2 separate regions of the Zea mays genome follow, and region 1 is linked to region 2. The links are chromatin contacts, called in public Hi-C maps. All regions are on one chromosome and are shown on one strand. Each heading gives the region's core, a stretch centred on a gene start, on an enhancer-like site or on the middle of the called end of the contact. The rest is flanking DNA. Distances are from core to core; before and after follow the strand shown. Region 1 holds the start of LOC100382620. Region 2 holds the start of LOC100283719.

What was found. Hi-C and Micro-C count contacts between places; a contact is called where the count stands out from the background.
Region 1: a Hi-C map of tassel shows a contact between it and region 2, with 3 times the contacts expected there. The contact joins the promoter of LOC100382620 here to the promoter of LOC100283719 in region 2. A contact is called at or near these places in 3 of 25 Hi-C or Micro-C datasets (bundle sheath, ear and tassel).

What each region holds. Positions count from the first base shown.
Region 1 is chr3:55,359,116-55,364,536 of Zm-B73-REFERENCE-NAM-5.0, forward strand. LOC100382620 reads right to left here and starts at 1,502. Exons shown (of 7, transcript NR_158540.1): 1 at 1,124-1,502; 2 at 831-1,027.
Region 2 is chr3:54,602,001-54,607,934 of Zm-B73-REFERENCE-NAM-5.0, forward strand. LOC100283719 reads right to left here and starts at 2,628. Exons shown (of 8, transcript NM_001371961.1): 1 at 2,501-2,628; 2 at 2,193-2,436; 3 at 1,954-2,025; 4 at 1,548-1,615; 5 at 278-437; 6 at 91-174. The coding sequence starts at 2,309.

The DNA.
Region 1 (5,421 bases), core at 252-2,751, 760 kb after region 2:
CTAGTTTTAATATATAAAAAATCAAGGTCACAACCAATTTTAATGACCTTAATATTGGCAAGATTTGACAACTAAGGTAGCATAGAGATAAGGTACCATTACATCTTTTGGCACTCAACCAAATGGTAGCCAATATTGGTCAAAGGTGCCAAATTTTGGCTTGACTAACTTGAGCACACTTGGGTCACACAGACCAACACATGCCATAAGATAGGAAGCTTGTGCCACAATAGAAGTACCAAGGGCTTATAGAATAAAAAGTGTACTTTGTCCGGTTGTTCAAATGCATAACCAAGACTAACTACAGCCACTTGGAAAATATTCGGACTTGTTTGAAAATGTACTGCAGAAAACATCCAAGCTAGCAATACTGCATGATTAAAGGTAACATCAGGCAAAATGACTACTGATATATTTAAAAAGACGTTCATCAATTAATTGAAATATGTAAAGAACAAAAAAAAACAGATCCTGGTTCAAGAAGAGCATGTCGACTAGCCTAATCATATCAATGTGCATGATAACATGCATCCACTAGTTCCATACGACTAGCAAGATCAGACACGCTCATGGAACATTACGAGATTTTCTTTAATCTTTAGCAGTAGCAGTGGTTCAGTTTGTTAGTTTCTTTGGTTTTAAGATAAAGTAGACTTCAGTGTTTCTGGAACAAATACAAAAGAATGGCAATAATCTTTCAACTACGTTTGGCCTAACATATCCAAGTATTGACAGAATCGAGGAAGTCATGGTCCACAATGTCAACCCATTCAATGCAGGTACCCGCAGATTCCAACATAAAAATGACAGCTATGAGCCTGTTATACTACCTCTTGGTCTTGCTCGACGACGGCAGCCGCGACCCATAGAGCTGGATAGCGGACAGGAATGGCACGTAGTACTGCACGACGCCATCCGTGCCATTGAGCAGCAGCGGCACGCCGGCGCCGTACGCGCTCCACTCCCCGAACGCCTCCCACAGATCCGCGAGCTCGTAGTACGGCGCTCCTGCCCGGCACCCCGGCGTCTGCAAGCGCACAAGAACAGAACAATCGGACCCGTCAGCCGTCAGCACATGTCCGTACGGAAAACACGAGCGGCAAGCAAGCGCCGGCAGACACACTCGAGGAGAGCACCGCGCGGGAACGCGGACGGCGGTGGAGGCGATGAAACTCTCGAGGTTGGTAGCCGGCGAAGGCGACGGGGAAGGGTCTCGCCCGAGCTCCGGCGTCGGCTTCGCCGGCTCCTCGGCCGCCGAGGCAGTTAGTGGCGGATGCTGTCTGTGTTGCTTGTCAAGGAGGTGGCGGTGCGGTGGGGGGCAGTAGAAGCGGTCGGCGATCGGGGAGGCGACGCCGGGGACAGACATGGCGGCTGGCGCTCAGCCTCGCCACCTCCCTTGCGGTTGAGGTTGCTGATGTGCAAGTGCTGGATGTGGGCGAGGAGTCGCAAAGGGAGTAGGAGGCGACGGCTGCGTAGCGGGACTCGGGAAGTCGGGAGAGGAGGTGGAGAGAGAGAGAGAGAGAGAGAGAGAGAGAGAGAGAGAGAGAGAGAGAGAGAGAGAGAGAGAGCAAACCGGCAAAGGCTGCGGCTGCGTTTCCTTTACTAGTGGCCTAGCCTAGTGGGGCTGTGGGGCGGCGGCCGCGGCAGCAGAGTGGGCGTGCGAATAAAAAAATTCGCCCACGGCCACAGGGTGGTCTCTGGTCAGGTTACCCATCCCGTTTTGTACACGAATTTCGACCGTTTCCGAAAATAGAATTTTACCAAATTTCACCCGAATTTCTTATTTACCCACCGGTTTATACTTTCAAATCCAAAAATTCGGATTTCGCTTTTCCCGACCCAATTTCGCCGCTTTCTGACCGAATTTCGGTACTTTTTTTACCGCAAAACGCAATTTGGTTAGAAAGAATAAAAATTTTGGTAGAATGTGTCTGTATTTTATTCAAATCATGTTGCATAACAAATAACAACATATTCACAATAATTTAATGCACAAAAACACATAGAACATATATATGCAAATAGAAAATCACAATTAAGTGCAACACACGTCAATAGAAGGTTACATTTGTGTCATACAACCATAACATAGATTACCCAATAACACAAATTACAACACAAAACAATAGTCAGATGGTAATGCATCCACATATTCAGCTGGAGTCATAATATTCAGGCATGTTCGAAGCATCTGGGTGTGGATCCATTCTATATACATATTTCTATACAGTTAAAAAAATAAAATTAGCTAGATAATATGAACAATAAACAAATATTTAATGATAAAGGAAAAGTAACACATCTCAAGGCTGTAGAAGCATATGGATACATAAACAAATATTTAATGATGAAGGAAAAGTAACACATCTCGAAGGCTATAGAAGCATATGGATCCATGTTTGTGACACCATAAAATGGTTGTCCATATGTCGGATAGGGTGCAAGATGTAAGTATACATAAGCGGGTGGAGGTGGTTGTTCATACTTGTCGGGGGTGATAATTAGGGGTACCTAGATTATCCCTCCCGAAAGACGCACTCAGGAGAAGTAAAAACATAACCCCCGAGGGGAAGCAGTCGAGGTACCTCCTAACCCGAGGCCTCTCCCCAAGAGTCTCCCACCTCAGGCAGAACTCCGCCTCGCCCGAAGTCACCACCGCTCTGTCCGTCTCGCCCGAGCTGATCCCAGGCAGATAAGACAAGGGCGCCCGAAAACAGGTGGGGAACACTCGCATTTAATGCGCATACCTACCCACGTCGTGGCAGCAGGAGCACAGTGGTTAACAAGACAGCAGTCACATCCAGGCGCAGCAACATGATTACACCCCCGCTATAGTACGTGCACGCCGCCTGCCATCCCCTTGATGGGACGTCTAATAAGACGAGTGAAGCAGACCGACCCTTGGGCGTAAATCTCCGCCTCGCTCGACGCTAAGTCCAGCCCTCGGGCGCAAACTCCCACCTCGCCCGACGCAGAGTTTGGCCTCGGGCGCAATCTTCGTCTCGCCTGACGCTGAGTTCAGCCTCAGGTGATTTCCCGCCTCGCCCGAGCTCGGCCTCGGCTACCTACTCCACCGCGAATCCCGCGGGCGGCCACTCCACCGACTGTGGCACACGTCAAGGGATGGCTCAACCAATGCCTCAGGAAGACTTCCGCCTTGCCCAAGATGGGCTCTGACGTCGATAAACGCAGCAAGGAATCACGATGTCACTCCGCACAGGGACGCTGACACACCTCGTAAGCAGACTTTTACCCATAGTGAAAGGGAATTAGGCTTACACCTTTTTCCTAATTAATTTTGGTGGTTGAATTGCCCAACACAAATAATTGGACTAACTAGTTTGCTCTAGTCTATAAGTTTTACAGGTGTCAAAGGTTCACAATTAGCCAATAAAAGGACCAAGAAAGGGTTCAAACAAAGAGAGCTAAAGACATCCCAAAAGGCATCCTGGTCTGGCGCACCGGACAGTGTCTGGTGCACCACCGGACAGTGTCCGGTGCACCAGGGCACTCGAAGCTCAACTCGCTACCTTTGGGAAAATCAGAGGGCACTCCGCTATAATTCACTGGACTGTCCGGTGAGTCACCGGACAGTGTCCGGTGCACACCGGACTGTCCGGTGTGCCGGCGGAACAACGGCTACTTCGCGCACAACGGTCAACTGCAACCGCATTCAATGCGCTACAGTGCGCGCAGAAGTCAGAGCACGCGCGGGAGGCGCACCGGACAGTCTACAGGGCCTGTCCGGTGCACCACCGGACAGCCCAGAGGCCCCACAAGTTAGAGCTCCAACGGTCGAACCCCAACGGCTGGCTGACGTGGCTGGCGCACCGGACAATGTCCGATGGCGCACCGGACTGTCCGGTGCGCCATGCGACAGCAGTCTTCCAACGTCCATTTTTGGTGGTTGGAACTATAAATACCCCAACCACCCCACATTCAATGGCATCCAAATTTCTACACTTCTATACCTTACAAGAGTTATAGCATTCAATACAAGACACACCAAAGAGATCAAATCCTATCCCAACTCCACACAAAGCTTTAGTGATTAGAGAGAGAGATTTGTTGTGTTCATTTGAGCTCTTGCGCTTGGATTGCTTCTTTTCTTTCTCATTCTTCTTGTGATCAAACTCAATTGTAACCGAGGCAAGAGACACCAATTGTGTGGTGGTCCTTGTGGGAACGTTGTGTTCCGTTTGATTGAGAAGAGAAGCTCACTCGGTCTAAGTGACCGTTTGAGAGAGGGAAAGGGTTGAAAGAGACCCGGTCTTTGTGACCACCTCAACGGGGAGTAGGTTTGCAAGAATCGAACCTCGGTAAAACAAATCATCGTGTCTCACTCTTTATTTACTCACGATTTTTTTGCGCCCTCTCTCTCGGACTCGTTTCTATTTCTAACGCTAACTCGGCTTGTAGTTGTGCTTAAGTTTATAAATTTCAGATTCGCCCTATTCACCCCCCCCCCTCTAGGCAACTTTCAATTGGTATCAAAGCCCAGTGCTTCATTAGAGCTTAACCGCTCGAAGTGATGTCGGGAGATCACGCCAAGAAGGAGATGATGATCGGCGAGAAGCCCACTACAAGCCATGGGAAGGCTCCATCCGGGGAGTCCGCCAACAAGGTGAAGGGATCCCCTTCACACAACAAGTCGGGTCGGAGCGGTGACAAGAAGAAGAAGATGAGGAAGGTGGTCTACTACGAGACCGACTCTTCGTCGCCATCCACCTCCGGCTCCGACACGCCGTCCGTAACTTCTAAGCGCCATGAGCGCAAGAAGTTTAGTAAGATTCCCCTACGCTACCCTCGCATTTCCAAACGTACTCCTTTACTTTCCGTCCCATTAGGCAAACCACCTATGTTTGATGGTGAAGATTATAATATGTGGAGTGATAAAATGAGGCATCATCTAACCTCACTCCACACTAGCATTTGGGATGTTGTTGAGATTGGAGTACATGTACCATCACCGGGGGATGAAGACTATGATTCGGATGAGGTCGCCCAAATCTGGCACTTTAACTCCCAAGCCACCACTATACTCCTCGCCTCTCTAAGTCAAGAGGATTATAACAAGGTACAAGGGTTAAAGAGCGCAAAGGAGATTTGGGACGTACTCAAGACCGCGCACGAAGGAGATGAGGTGACCAAAATCACCAAGCGGGAGACGGTCGAAGGGGAGCTCGGTCGGTTCTGACTCAACCAAGGCGAGGACCCTAAAGCCATGTACAACCGCTTGAAGACTTTGGTGAACCAAGTGCGCAACCTCGGGAGCACCAAATGGGATGACCATGAAATGGTCAAGGTTATTCTAAGATCCCTCGTTTTTCTTAATCCTACGCAAGTTCAATTAATTCGAGGTAATCCTAGATATACACTAATGTCTCCCGATGATGATCAAAGGCTCAAAGAAAATCATCG
Region 2 (5,934 bases), core at 1,378-3,877:
GTCGGTCGATCGCAGAAACGAACCAACCTTGTCTGCTTTTCATTCCAGCCTTTTCTTTTATTTTTCTTTTCAGATTTCCGTGCTACTCACCGTGAGGAGGCCGAAGGCGAACTGGTTGGCCGCCCCGACCGTGACCACGGTGACCAGGTGCCTCAGCAGCAGGACGACCGTGAACTGCAGTGACAGTGCCAAAGTTCAGACGCGACGCATTGCACGGCGCGGGGGGGAGGACGGCGGCTTCTCTGTCACTCAGTCAGTCAGTCGCGCATGCACGTACCGTGACGGCCACCGAGCGGCACCAGGACGCGCTCCTGCCGGCGGCGCGCGCGCACTCGGCGTACTCCGGGTCGCTGGCTCCGATCAACGCCACGTCCACCAGCTCCTGCTCCTCCTCCTCTTCAGGCTCGTGCTGCGGCCTGGGCACCCCCACGCTGTCTCTGCGCATGCACCACGAAAGCCCAGATCAGCAACGCGCGTGGTGGTTGCCAGGCTCTGGCTGGTAGTGGTAATGGTAGGTAGGTAGTGGTCGTAAACTGATCATCGGTGGTGGTTGCTGAGCTGACCAGACAGACAGACAGCCAACCAGGATCGACAGATTCCACAAATTTTCTCCGTCAGTCACATTACAAATTAAAAGTGCAGACGCGGTGATCGGCCGTGCTGCCTGCAACCACCGATGAACAAGAACGGACGGGCTTGACTCCTGTGCCAACGGGTGCAGGACAGCAGGGAGGAGTGAGTGCAGTGCAGGGCACGGCTTGCATTTGTAGTCCACTACAGCAGAAGAGGTGCAGCAACAGTGCGAGGGCATCATCATCTCATGCGGGGCGAAAGAATGATTGGGAGTTGGGACCCGGTGGTTGGCCTGGCTAACGGAAACAGCTGGGCCGGACCCACCTGGCAGCCACGCCACACACACACAAACACAGGGGCTCCCACCCCCGACCGCCTCGGGAATCCCGAAGAACAACATGCTGCGATAGACATAGACAGCTGCCCTGCCACTGCCACTGCCAGAATGGAATGTGCGCCAGGCCACCAGCACCACTGTTCGATCAGAGCGCTTTGGTCTCTTGCTTGGTCTGGAGATGGTGGCGACCGGATCAGGGGCTTGGGTGAGAGCGCATGCTGTGCTGCGTCAGCGGATGAGAACGAGGGGGGCCGCCGCCTGGGACGCGTCTTGGAATTTTGCTGGTGGGTAGTATGCGGATGCGACGACGAGCTATCAAGAGCGGGTGGTTGGTCTTGGTCGCCTAAAGTGCCCGTCGCGCTGGCAGATTCCGTTTAATCAATCGATGGAATGGGAGATAAAGATGGGTTGGCCAGCAACCGCGCTCGGTTCAGATGAGATGAGGTTGATGCCAAACAAAAATGAACGAAGGAATGGATGAATGAATGAAATGGGCGAAGTGGATGTTCTGATGACAGTTACTATATTATGGAACAACTACAGCTGACCAGTGACCACCTACAATTAAGCACAGCATTCGCCCTGATAGATAGCCTTAATGCGCACAGTTACCAGAGAGAGATAGAGAAGGAGGCACCTGATGGTCACCGCGACATCAGCAGGTTGGGTTTTCTTGGGAGGAACGGTGTAGCCTGGCTCAAAGTTCTGTCAGTAAAAAAAAGCACGGCTGTTAGACAAAAGGCGAAGCTTCACAATACTTGGACTCTGAGAAAGGTACAATACTTTGCTGCAATAAATAAATAAATAAACAAAAGCACTTTGCACGCTGTGATCAGCAGGGGAGACTTGCACGGGGGGGGGGGGGGGGGGGGGGGGGGGCAAATTGCTTAACCTTCATCACCCGGATCAAAATTTCCCCCGTCCAACACAAGCGGAGAAGTTGCGTGGATAAAACAGTGAGCGACGACGGCGGGTGAATAACAGGCGAAGGAATCTGAAAATTGCTGCTGGGCGCGATCGACTCGGGCGCGACGAAAACAAACCTGGAGGCAAATCTCGCAGACGGCGCTTCCCTTCTCGTCGCACCACCTCTGCACGCATCCCCTGTGAGCGTACTGCAGGCGCGAGGGGAGGAACAACAGACACGTCGTCGTTCAGATGGCTTGGCCGGTGCAGCGAGTTCACGAGACACGCAGCAGGCGGAGCGCGCGCAGAGCATCATCAGGTCATGCGCCGCATGCTGCTGTAGCCGCCCGCATAGAGGATAGAGGAGGACACATACCTTGAGGGAGCCGGAGCAGGCGCAGGGCGACTCCATGGCGGAGCGCCGCTCGTCCTCCTCGTCGTGGCAAATCCTGCACTGCCGCAGCGAGGAGGAGCACGCTTCCTCTTGCTCCATCTTCTTCTTCTCTTCTTCTTCCTCGCTCTCTCTCTCTGAGCCTCCGTGTCTCTCTGGTCGTTGGCTGCTTTGCCTTTGCTCCCTTCCCTCCCTCACACCATCCCCTCTCTCTCTCTCTACCCTGGACCTGGACGCAACGGAAATGGCTTTAAATAATCTGGAAGGAGGAAAGGAAGCGAGGTGGGTCCCACCTGCACCAGGAACGGCCGCGGCAGCTCGTAGTTAGTCCCGGTCCTCCGCGGCAGGCGTGGCTCTCCAGTTAGCATTCCTCCGGTGCGACTGCGAGCTGGGGGGGCTCGATGCATCATGCATGCGTCTGCCTCTGCGCCCGCTTCTGCGTCGATTTTTTTCCCCATACGCGTGTGTGTGTATATAGGCAGCAGTACTCAAGTGCTACTTTCCCCTGTGTCAGTCAGTCAGACTTCGTTCCTTGATGCGAACGGTAGTGGGCTACTCCGACTTTATAAAGCCTTTTTTTCTCTTTGCAGCGTGTGGTATTTTCTTAATAAGAAATTAGGCATCCAGATCTAAAGGTTATCGAAAAATCGTGGATTCCAAGTCGAATACGGTCCGAATTATAGAAGACAGTGGAAGAAAAAAAAAACAGAAGCGAAGAATCAAACCCGCTAATTCTGAATAGTAAGGACGCAAAATCCAACTATAAAATCGAGATTTTGACAACCATGTGAGATGCAGCCACAAGTGAGGTGAGGTTGTTAAGGATGGCCACCGGAAAAGGTTATGGAAGAGACACTCGATCGTTATGATGCGTCAGTGGCGGCGTATGGTAGTGGGTGGGTGTGTGGGTGGGTGGAGAGCGAAAAGGTTACCGTAACTGAAGACACAAAAAATAAATAAATAAATCCAGTAGTTTGATGAAATGTTCAAGGAGATCTCAAACTATTAAAACATCTTCTACAACCGGAAACACAAATGTTGAATGACCGAAAGTGGTTCACGTACGATCCACCACCCGTATAACTGGATTAGACCAACCTTAACCTACAATTGTTGTTACTTCTCGTTCTGAACTAAAGAAGCATGAGTCAAACACGTTGCCTTATTTGTACCTAAGTTTAACACTAGAGTCATACGTGTAGCGACGCTCGTCTAGCTAACACCGTCAAAGATGACCTATGATTAATGGCCCACCTATTTTCCTAATTCGACGGCATGCATGCCAAAGGGGAGTAATCAAATGGCGAGCACTTTCTTTTTTCTACGTGCCAAATTTTAAGTGGTGACGTGAGCCTTCCTCATTCATCTATGGTATGTTAAGACAACCATTCCAGCATCCCCATACATAAGACTGGTGTCAATGTTCCGTACACGTGTCAAACCTATCGGTCGGGCATCACACCCGCCAATGGTGTGCTAGCGTTGAGCGGCACAGGCGCAGTCTATGAGGTCGTCGACCAGCCGGCAGGATCAGTACCCACTGACCGCTTTGGAGTCACGATCGATCCATATTGACCAGTCCGTATCGCTCATCGTATTGCTATCATGGTCCGTAGCAATTTCAGAATGGAGAAGTGCTTGAGCTCATTCACACAACCCTCACTTCAGATGTCTATACCACCTCCTCATTCTTCTCTCAACCCTCACTTCAATATATAAAAGTTTTTTACCGTTGAGATTGGCAACTAGCATATGTAGGATGTGTTGAAATCATTTCTGATACCACTAGTATGTTATGTTCCTATATTTCATGCTTTGAATCATTCACTAACTTGGTTCACAATATTCTAAAATTTGACTCACAATAAGTGAAAACGGAAAAGATCAATATAAGTTTGCATTTATCACCATATCGTTGTATTGTCTCCTATCAACGTGAACCAAATATCGTGAAAAATGGTATCGTCGTAACACATCTTCCATCGTCTCTCTAACCAAACACATGCAACACTCAGTCCTAGCAGTCATGCGCACTACAACAGCATGCACCGGTGCATTAGGTTCGATAACTTCGGTTGTGAGGCTATCTCCAGCAGCTCTCCTATCTCATCTCGTATCACATCTTCTATTTTAAACTTTACTCTGTTATCTATCATGCAAAACAATATTTTATATAACTATATACACAATCTGCTAGACACAGCCTGAGAGTGCCTATTTGTAGCAACCCCAACATTAGATCATCGTCTCCACTATGTAACTACGACGACCTTATCTGTTGTAGTGAGACAAGATCACCATAATGTTTCTCTGCCTTGATGTGCTAGCAGTGGCAGCAAAATTCAAGTCAATTATGACGCATGGCCCAATATGTTTTTTTTTGAATGTCACCGGAGGGGAGAGGGTCCCCACCTGAATTTTCATTCCTTTGTGGCCAAAACGCCCTGTGTTTTACAGCATGGGGGTGGGGGTTACATCAACGGAATTATGCTATGTTACACAAAAAACACGACACCAGGCAGTCACGATATGGCGGTCTTCTTGTCGCAGCCTGCATCTCCATAATTCCGCTTCAGCGCGACACAATGACATGGTTGTTGCGAGCGGCAATCTTTCCCCACGGAATACCACATCATTTCTGCGTTTCCACAGCTGCCAGCAGCAGAGAAGGACAAACATGTTGTAGTGTTTCGCCGGAACCGTAGGCGGCCTTAGCAGGCTCAAAAGGACGTTGCTGCGGCCCGGGGCAATCTGGACACCCAAAACACCCCAAAAGCGGGAGGCAAATCCGCAATGGATGAAGATGTGTGTCGTGTCCTCGGGAGCTTGCCCACATATCTCACACGTAGCGTCTTGAACAATCCTCTTTCTGGCCAGATTGACGCGGCATTGAACGCGACTGTTGTTGACAAGCCAGCCAAAGAAGCGCACCCGAGGGGGGGCTTGGTTTTGCCAAACAAAAGAAGCCTCAGCGCTGTGCGTTCCCTCGCCATTGCGGAGGACACGGTAAAGTCCCCCAGTGTGCAGGTTGCCTCCAGTGGCAGCTAGGGGGCAGTGGCGTACGTCCGGCGCCTCAGACAGCATCACGTCGTCAAGGACCAACTGAAGCGCATCACGCTCTGAAGCAGCTTCAAGAAAGTAAAGGGCAGATCCCTTCTACAGGACCATACATACATTGTTTACACTATATGCTAGAATTATGCATGTTTATTGCAACAAAAACAAAATAACACCACACTAATTTAAGTTTGAACGTGCGTTATATGCTACTTAAAAACAGTACGTTCCGATACACATCAAAACTATATATTGTGATTGTTTCGTGCCTTACGAAAAATAATATAATAGTGATGATTTGCTCACAGTATCATTTTTTTGTAGTGTGAGATTATTTGGTTGCTGTTGCAACGGTAGGGCATAATTCTAGCATTTTATAACGAGGAGTTCTGGTCGATCGGTTTCTGTACAATACAACCTGGTGAACCTTTTTGGCTAGAAACGGTGAGCCAACAGCCGAGCAGGGATATGATTCTTGGTTCTTGGTTGCCAAAACAGTGAAGCGACTCTCGTTTTTGCTGGTCTCTACTTGTCTGTCTGTCTCGTTATTCGATCGACAATCCTACCGTTACGAAGGTTTCTTCGGCGCTCTCTCCAATTTAGCGACAAGCCTGTGGCATTTCAGTGTCTTAGCTGGATTGTGTCTAGCCCTGTACAAGAGCATTCTTGA